Linked DNA regions of Rattus norvegicus: all the other regions are linked to region 1. The links are chromatin contacts, called in public Hi-C maps. All regions are on one chromosome and are shown on one strand. Each heading gives the region's core, a stretch centred on a gene start, on an enhancer-like site or on the middle of the called end of the contact. The rest is flanking DNA. Distances are from core to core; before and after follow the strand shown. Region 1 holds the start of Nob1 (NIN1 (RPN12) binding protein 1 homolog). Region 2 has its middle 22 kb from the start of Terf2. Region 3 holds the start of Terf2 (telomeric repeat binding factor 2).

Region 1 (2,700 bases), core at 47-2,546:
GGTCAAAGTTTTTGTTTATGCATTTGAGTGTTTTGTTAGCACGTAGGTTATGTGCACCATGTTGACCTATTTCCTCTCAACCATATCTTATGAGGTATTACTTGTATTTTGGGAAGCTGAAGCTGCCTGACAGAGATCCTATAACTGTCAAGTTGGTAGGAAAAGCTACAGAAACCACAAATTGGCAAAGTGGACCACAGCCAAGTCCACCACTTGCTACTTCTACTCCTGCTAACCTGGATTCCTGAAGAGGATGATGATCCCCAAGCCACTAGTTTTCTTTCAGAACTACTGCAAGACCTAAACAGGTCCCTTTTTCTTCTTTTTAAAATTTATTTTTGAGATGAGGTCTCACTATGTAGCCCTGGCTTGCTTGGAACCTCTGCCTCCGGATGGCTTGGACTAAAAACATGTGACATCACATTGGACCCAACCCCCCCTCCCCCTTTATTTTTAATATGACAGAGTCTCACTATCTAATTCAGGCTGGCCTGGGACCCATGACCCTGAAACCTCTGTCTCCCCAGAGCTGAGACTACAGCACTGGGCTAGCCTGCATGACTTTTTCTTACTTGAGGCTGCCTCTCTATTGGAAACTATAATCACCCAATAAACAAAGGACTACAGATCTACGGTTTTTATTTTTAAATCTCTTCAGTTTTTTGGCAGGACGGGGGCCACACTCAGAGCCTTCTGTATACCTGGCAAGCGCTCTCTCACTGAATCTTACTAGTCTACACAACTTTACTTCATGTTTCCAATTTGCTAGACACCATTCCATTTTCGTATGGCCTACAGTACTGCCGGAGATGTGGTAGATACCATTTCTAGTCTCGTTTTACGGTAAAGCTTAAAGCCTGTGTGATAAACGCTGGCGCACACGTTTATTAAAGCCAGGCTGAAGTGACTGTCTCTAAAACCAATGTTGACTGGTACCAGGGCAGGACTGTCTCCACTCGGGCCCGGCGTCCCTGCCAAGGCTGCGCCAGGACACTCACCTAGCCTCACGTACTCCGGGAAGGGTTCCTTGAACCGCAGCTCGTAGGGCAGCACTGCCAGCCGCCTGCGTGTGGCCTTGTCGCGAATCTCTCTCACCACCTCCCGGATGGTGTAGATGTTTTTTCCGATGTCCTGTGGACAGACCGGCCTAGTTATCCCACTCGCTTGACCCCACACGCACCCCTAGAGGGTCTCGTGCCCAGATCCCGTGGCGGAATCTCTAGTACCTGTAGAGGCGCATCCCTCAAGAAAGCTCCGGCGTCAGCCACAACGTGCTCCACAGGCGCCATGTTGGCTGCCAAGGACAGACCGCGCATGCGTATGGCGCTTGCGCTGTTCCCTAGGTTTGCACCGCACTCCTCCCGGACTGGAGAGGAACAGCTGCTGCGATTTCGCGGCTCCCCCTAGCGGCCACAAACCACCCCTTCAGGACTATGTGTGCCACTTGCCCTGCCAGGAGCTATGTGCGTGATTAAATTTGAGAGAATTCTTAAGTAATCTGCCTCGGAATTAATAGAGTTTTCTTTACTTTTAAAAGAAAAACCCGTAGATATGCACATGGTTGAAAGTCAGTAGCTAGAAAGAGAATCTATCATATAAATCAGTAAGGTGCGTTCGATTTTACAAGCAAGGAAGCCAAGCTGACTTGGCCAGATAACCTCCGAGCTGACCTGAAACCACTCTTTAAAATCCATTGTGTTACCTCCACATCAAACCAGATACACTCAAACTAATAGAAGAAAAAGTGGGGAAGAGTCTCGAACACAGGGGCACTGGGGAAATTTTCCTGAACAAAACACCAATGGCTTATGCTCTAAGATCAAGAATCAACAAATGGGACCTCATAAAACTGCAAATCTTTTGTAAAGCAAAAGACACTGTCATTAGGACAAAATGGCAACCAACAGATTGGGAAAAGATCTTTACCAATCCTACATGTGATAGAGAGCTAATATCCAAAATATACAAAGAACTCAAGAAATTAGACTCCAGAGAACCAAATAACCCTATTAAAAAATGGGGTACAGAGCTAAACAAAACATTCTCAGCTGAGGATTATCGAATGGCCAGAAAGCACCTAAAGAAATGTTCAACATCCTTAGTCATCAGGGAAATGCAAATCAAAACAACCCTGAGATTCCACCACACGCCAGTCAAAATGGCTAAGATCAAAAGTTCAGGTGACAGCAGATGCTGGCAAGGATGTGGAGAAAGAGGAACACTCCTCCATTGTTGGTGGAATTGCAGTCTGGTTCAACCACTCTGGAAATCAGTCTGGAGGTTCCTCAGAAAATTGGACATTCCACTACCTGAGGACCCAGCTATATCTCTCCTGGGCATATACCCAAAAGATGCTCCAACATACAACAAAGACACATGCTCCACTATGTTCATAGCAGCCTTGTTTATAATAACTAGAAGCTGGAAAGAACCCAGATGCCCTTCGATGGAGGAATGGATTAAAAAAATGTGGTACATCTACACAATGGAGTACTACTCAGCTATCAAAAACAATGACTTCATGAAATTCATAGGCAAATGGAATAAACTAGAAAATATCATCCTGAGTGAGGTTACTCAATCACAGAAAAACACACTTGGTATGCGCTCATTGATAAGTGGATATTAGCCAAAAAGCTCAAATTACCCAAGATGCAATCCATAGACCACAGGAAGCTCAAGAAGAAGGATGACCAAAAT
Region 2 (2,700 bases), core at 19-2,518, 310 kb before region 1:
CAAGTGTGTGTGAGTGTATATATGTGTGTGCACGTGTGTATGTGTGTTTATATGGGTGTATGTATGGATGTGTACAAGTGTGTGCATGTGTGCATGTGTGTGTGTGTGTGTGTGTGTGTGTGTGTGAGAACAGGTAATAGGAACAGAACTCAGGGTCCATTACATGCAAGGCAAGTGCTCTATTATTAAGCTACATCCCCAGCTCTTTTGATTTATATTTTCTATTTTTTTTTTTGAGACAAGATATCACTAAGTTGTCCAGGGGAGCCTTGAGCTCTCTCTAAAACCTAGGCAGGCCTTGAACTTGTGTCCATCCTGCCTCAGCCTACTGAGTGCTAGGGTTACAGGTGTAAAACACCACAGCCAGCCCTGTAACTATAATTTGATTGTACTGGGATATCTTCAGGAAAAACTGACACTGTAAAGGAGCCTCAGTTTCCAAGGTCACACAGGAACTTGGGCTAGGTCTCTGTGCAGGAGACCTGGGCATCCAGAATGGACCCAGGATGAGATAGTTAAGACAGGCAGGCCCAAGAATCATCTGAATACTGGTATACCATTGCTGTGGTGTGTTCTCTGAGATCTCATGCTGGTCCAAAATGAATTTAATTACACACTGTACTCATTTAAAAAAGGGAAAGAGGTCTGTTTTTATTTCTTTGTACATACGTGCGTTTGTATGAGTGTATACCATGTATGTATGTGAGTGAAAGACCAGAAGAGGTGTCAGATCCAGAGTTACACATGCCTGTGAACTGCCGGAACTGTAGAATTGTAGGTACTGGGAACAGAACTCTGGTCCTCTGTAAGAGCCATCTTAACTACCAATCCACTTGACGATATACTGATTGTTTCTTCTTAGTCCCTTGCTCCTGTGTGAGCTCCTGAGCATTTATTTGTGCACACTGTTTAGAGGAGCCCAGGTGTCAGCCTCTGGCTTTCTGGCTGGCGCTGAGGGACTCCTCTGCTCTTCACCTGCATATGGTTGTAGGCGTGCCTAGAGGGGCACTACTGCCTCCGGCTTTCCCTGGCTTCTTGGGCAAGCAGTTTCATCCACTGGGGCATCTCCTCAGCTCCGAACTAAAACCGTCATAAAACTTTAAGTACAGGAGGGGCCGCACGTGACCTTATTCTGTAAGCATTTCCTGTTCTTGCCAGCTTGTTTACTGTTTTCTCCCAAACACTGGCTCACCTTCTTTATTCTCAGTCAAGGGCACTGCTTTGAAACGTTACAGTGTCCGGTGTCCTTCAGAGTCAGGCTTGGCACGAGGGCCTGTGAATTCTTTCATCTGAAACCCTCTTTGGCCTGCCAGGCATACACAAGCCTACAGTCCAACTCTAGAACCTGCTGCGAACTCACTGCCCCTGGAAACCTTCCCTGCTGACCTTTCACCCTTCCACTCTGTTCTGTGCTACAGATGCAAAGAGGTAGTAGAGATATGACCTGGGAAGGAGCCTTAAGACTGTGTTGCCTGGACGTTAATTCTGGTTCTTTCCATTTTGGGTAGTATGGCTTTATGAAGCAAGCAGGGGCTCTGGAATCTGTCTGGCATGCACCCTTGGGAGTTCTCGGATTCATTCTCCTGTCCCCTGTCACCTTGGAAATAGTTCTTCCTTCTTGTCGGCTCTTGTCTTCTACCTCAGCTTCTCCAAGAGTGGAAGAACAGGTTTCTTTTACCTTCCCAAAGCACAATAAAGCCCAAACCACCATCCCATTGTGTTCTTGGCGTTCTCATCTGTCAGTGGAGGATAATTATAGTCCTTCCTCCTTGTATTCTTGTAGGAATGAAATAACATCAGGCATGCATCCAGAAGTGGCACCTGGCAGGTTGCTTTACACCGGGTTGCTCTAAATCTATTCCAAGTACAATTCCTTGGTGGCTGACTTTTTGGGCTGCAGAGGCCACCTTCCCCATGACTCTCGAAGTGATGGCTCTATTTATGTTTCCCTTCCATGTGTAGAGGGAGAAGGAGGGCGGGAGGCACCTGTTTTGTTGGCACCGAGGGAGGCAGAGCAATGGTATTCTGGGATCAGGAGTCTGACACAGCTTAGCGGTTCTGAAGCTTCTGGATGGAGACAACACCGTCAGCTGGTACCACAGTATTTTGGGAGCCATTCTCAGGTATTTAGTCCAAAGTCTATTTCTTCAACTTTCCATCATAAATTAGCACGAGAAAAAAAAATCTGTCAACTGCAACTGAGGGGAAAAAAATCAATTGTTATTTAAAAACTTTGTTGAGGTAAAAGAAAGTATAGGGTACATAGACGAAGGAAGAAATCAAACTGTGTTTACACATGCCATGATTATCCATGCATAACATCGGGGAGAACTGAAAAAGAACTTCTCCAAGTAGTAATTATAGTAAGATCATAGGAGAGGGCCCTGGGTTCCTGGAGAGGAAGACTCAGCACTGAGCTGGAGTTGCCCTCAGAGACAGGCTACCTATCTAGTGTGTTACAAGCCTGGGATCCATCATGGAAAAGAAAATTCTCCTAGGTTCTGCCCACCATGATCAACAGAATACCAACAGAAGTTATTTTGAAGATACTGACAAACTGACACTCTTATTTTGTTTTTGAGACTTTTTATTGTCTATTTTGTCTATCACTATTATTGTTTGGTTTTATTTTGTCAAGGCAGGATTCCTTTGTGTAGCCTTGGCAGGCCTAGAACTAGCTGGTTTGGAACTCCCAAAAAG
Region 3 (2,700 bases), core at 184-2,683, 330 kb before region 1:
TAGGACAGAACACAGTTTCCACTTTAAGCTTTTTGCTGTGGAGTAGCAAATGTCCAAAAAGTGTGCACAGCTATCAATGAAAGCATGCAAACACCATAAGACCCACTTGTATAAAGAATCATGCAAGCCAGGCATCTAATCTCAGCACTCAGGAGGCAAAGGGCAGAGGCCGACCTGGTCTATACAGTGAGTTCGACAGCTAAGGCTATGTAGAAAGATTCTGTCATTTGAAAACAAATCAGAAAACCATCAGTGAATAATAATACAAAAGGACCATACAAACTCAGTAAAATTTGCATTTATTTAGTACTTGATATATGGTCCAAACTCAAATCAACATATTTCTTTTTTGTTTGTTTTCGAGACAGGGTTTCTCTGTGTAGCCTTGGCTGTCCTGGAACTCTCTCTGTAGGCCAGGCTGGCCACTACACTACATGGGCTTCAACGTATTTCAAGTGACTACCTTTCAATTCTTTTTGACGCAGCTCAATTATAACGTATACATTTGACTTCAAAATCCAGAATAGCACATCTTTCTCAGATACAAGTGGCCAACAATGAAGGCAGTTTGTTAAAGAGCTGCCAAATTCAACTTGTGTATGTGTGTGTGTGTGTGTGGGGTGTTTCACACTTTACTATGCAGAGGAAAAGGGAGAAAGGTATGTCCTTATTGATGTAACTTACTTCTAGCAACAAAAACGGGTGTACAATTAACAGGTGGGAGAAAATAAAATAACAACAACAACAACAACAAAAACACATAAAACCAGCCAAGGAACTTTAACTGGAGAAAAGTAGAATTAGAGAATTCAACCACCTTTGAATGAAAAAGCCCTCCGCGGTGGAAACAGTAGCGCACTTTAACCCGGAATCTTTCAGTTCCGGATGTCAAGTTTGAAAATAACAAAACCCTACGTAAGTAAGCCCAGAAAAGAACACAAAGAATAGCCATACCTAAATTTTCTCCTTCTTCAATGCGCGATAGACACTGCATAACCCGCAGCAACCGGGACACCGTATGCTCCTTCCCCAAGGGCCTGACAAGCAACGCTGGGAAAGAAGACATGGTTGGCTCTGCGAGCCCCGGACCCCAAGTCATGCCCCCACAGACCCTGTCCTCCCCGCGGCCCGAGCCAGCCCTCACCCTGCATGATGTCCCGGATCTGCCTGAAGTCCCGGTACCGGCTACTCCGAAAGGCCCGCAGCGCCTCGTGGAAGTAGAACTTGAGCACCCAGCGGTTGACCGCCTCCTCCAGACGAGCTTCCCCCGCGCCCCGCTCTGCCGCGCCTCCCAGCCCCGGCTCGTGCCGCCCCCGTCGAGCCCTCCCGCCGCTGCGCGATGCTCGCCGGTTCGCCGCCCTCCCGCCGTTGTCGCTGCTCCCGCCTCCTCCCGCCATCGTGTTCGACCGCCGAGCGCCCTCCCCGCCGGGCCGTTTCCTTGGCTGTGACGCCATCGGGTCACGCACAACGCCCGGGCCGGAAGCAGGGCCCGCTGTTCCGGCTCCCGCAGCCATGATACCGACGAGTTTCCAAGCCGCCCGCGGGCTTCTGGGAGGGAAAGGACCGAGGTGGGGGGGGGGGTCGGTCCACCCACCTCCTTGGCATCCGTAGTTCCCGTTTTGTCTGCTGCTATGCTTGCTGGGGATTGGAGTCCAGACAGCCCAGCCAGGTGCGCTATTTTAAAGACTACGCTCCTTACTTGGGACCCTGTAAAGAATACGAAAAATAAACGCATGCATAGTGTTAGACATTTCGCAAATTGTGAAAAGCAGTACAATAGGAAAAAAGTTACTTTGTTTTGAGACAGAGTCTCACTGTGTAGTCCTGCTTGGCTTGGAACTCAAGACATAGAGTTTGAACTTGGCCTCTGTTTTGTAGTACTGATATTAAAGGAGATAGTGCCAACTTGACCAGACTTTTTAAAAAAACAAAACATGGGTTTGTTCTGGGAATTAGCTCAGGACCTAACCATTCTAGTGCAAGCACTTATCAACCGTGCACTCTCCCCTCATCCCGACCCTCGACCCTCCACCCCCCACCCCCATTAAAAATTTATTCTAAGACAGGTCCTGCAAAGTTGCCCAGGCTAGTTTTGAACTCACTTCAGAGTCCAAGTGCAACAAGGCTTTGGAGCCACTCTCTGAAGCAGTCCTAACTGTGGCAATCAAAGCTGTTTGGTGATCCCAGCCTGTTGGCCTTTCTTATCGGGAGCTAAACTATCTGCCTTCACATCCTGACAGTTCTGCTTGTTATTGTGTAAACCTTGTGGAAGTTACTTCCCCATTTGTGTACCTGTGCCCCTTTCTGTCAAGTGTACATAATAGAGGTACATCGTGGGGATTGTATTAAAATGAGCTGAATTACTGTTTCTGGTTCCTGTAGCCCAGGATTCAGCTTGTAAGAGTTCAACAGATTTGTGTGTATGTGAGTATGTCTGTGTGTGTGTGTACATGGATATCCAAGGATAACTTTTTTTTTTTTTTTTGGTTCTTTTTTTCGGAGCTGGGGACCGAACCCAGGGCCTTGCGCTTCCTAGGCAAGCGCTCTACCACTGAGCTAAATCCCCAACCCCCCAAGGATAACTTTTAGAAGTTGGTTCTTGCCTTTCATTATGTGGGTCTGAGGGATTAAAATCAAAGTCATCTGGTTTCGTCTTTGGCAAGCCTCTTTACCCACTGAACCTCTTCCTCCTCCTCCTCC

The links. A called contact is a pair of places that touch in the nucleus more often than the background predicts.
Region 2: a Hi-C map of liver shows a contact between it and region 1, with 2.5 times the contacts expected there. The contact joins the enhancer-like site here to the promoter of Nob1 in region 1.
Region 3: a contact with region 1 is called in a Hi-C map of Schwann cells, with 5 times the contacts expected there. The contact joins the promoter of Terf2 here to the promoter of Nob1 in region 1. A contact is called at or near these places in 3 of 12 Hi-C or Micro-C datasets (Schwann cells, frontal cortex and mammary epithelial cells).

What each region holds. Positions count from the first base shown.
Region 1 is chr19:52,243,705-52,246,404 of GRCr8, forward strand. Nob1 (NIN1 (RPN12) binding protein 1 homolog) reads right to left here and starts at 1,297. Exons shown (of 9, transcript NM_199086.1): 1 at 1,227-1,297; 2 at 999-1,131. The coding sequence starts at 1,289.
Region 2 is chr19:51,936,168-51,938,867 of GRCr8, forward strand. No RefSeq gene overlaps it. Among named protein-coding and RNA genes, the nearest start is that of Terf2, 22 kb to the left of the region's middle. Within about 2 kb of position 1,269, at least 7 of the 93 cell types and tissues checked have an H3K27ac peak or open chromatin away from gene starts, as enhancers often do. A contact at or near this core is called in liver, where this site is marked.
Region 3 is chr19:51,914,015-51,916,714 of GRCr8, forward strand. Terf2 (telomeric repeat binding factor 2) reads right to left here and starts at 1,434. Exons shown (of 10, transcript NM_001108448.1): 1 at 1,145-1,434; 2 at 955-1,050. The coding sequence starts at 1,397.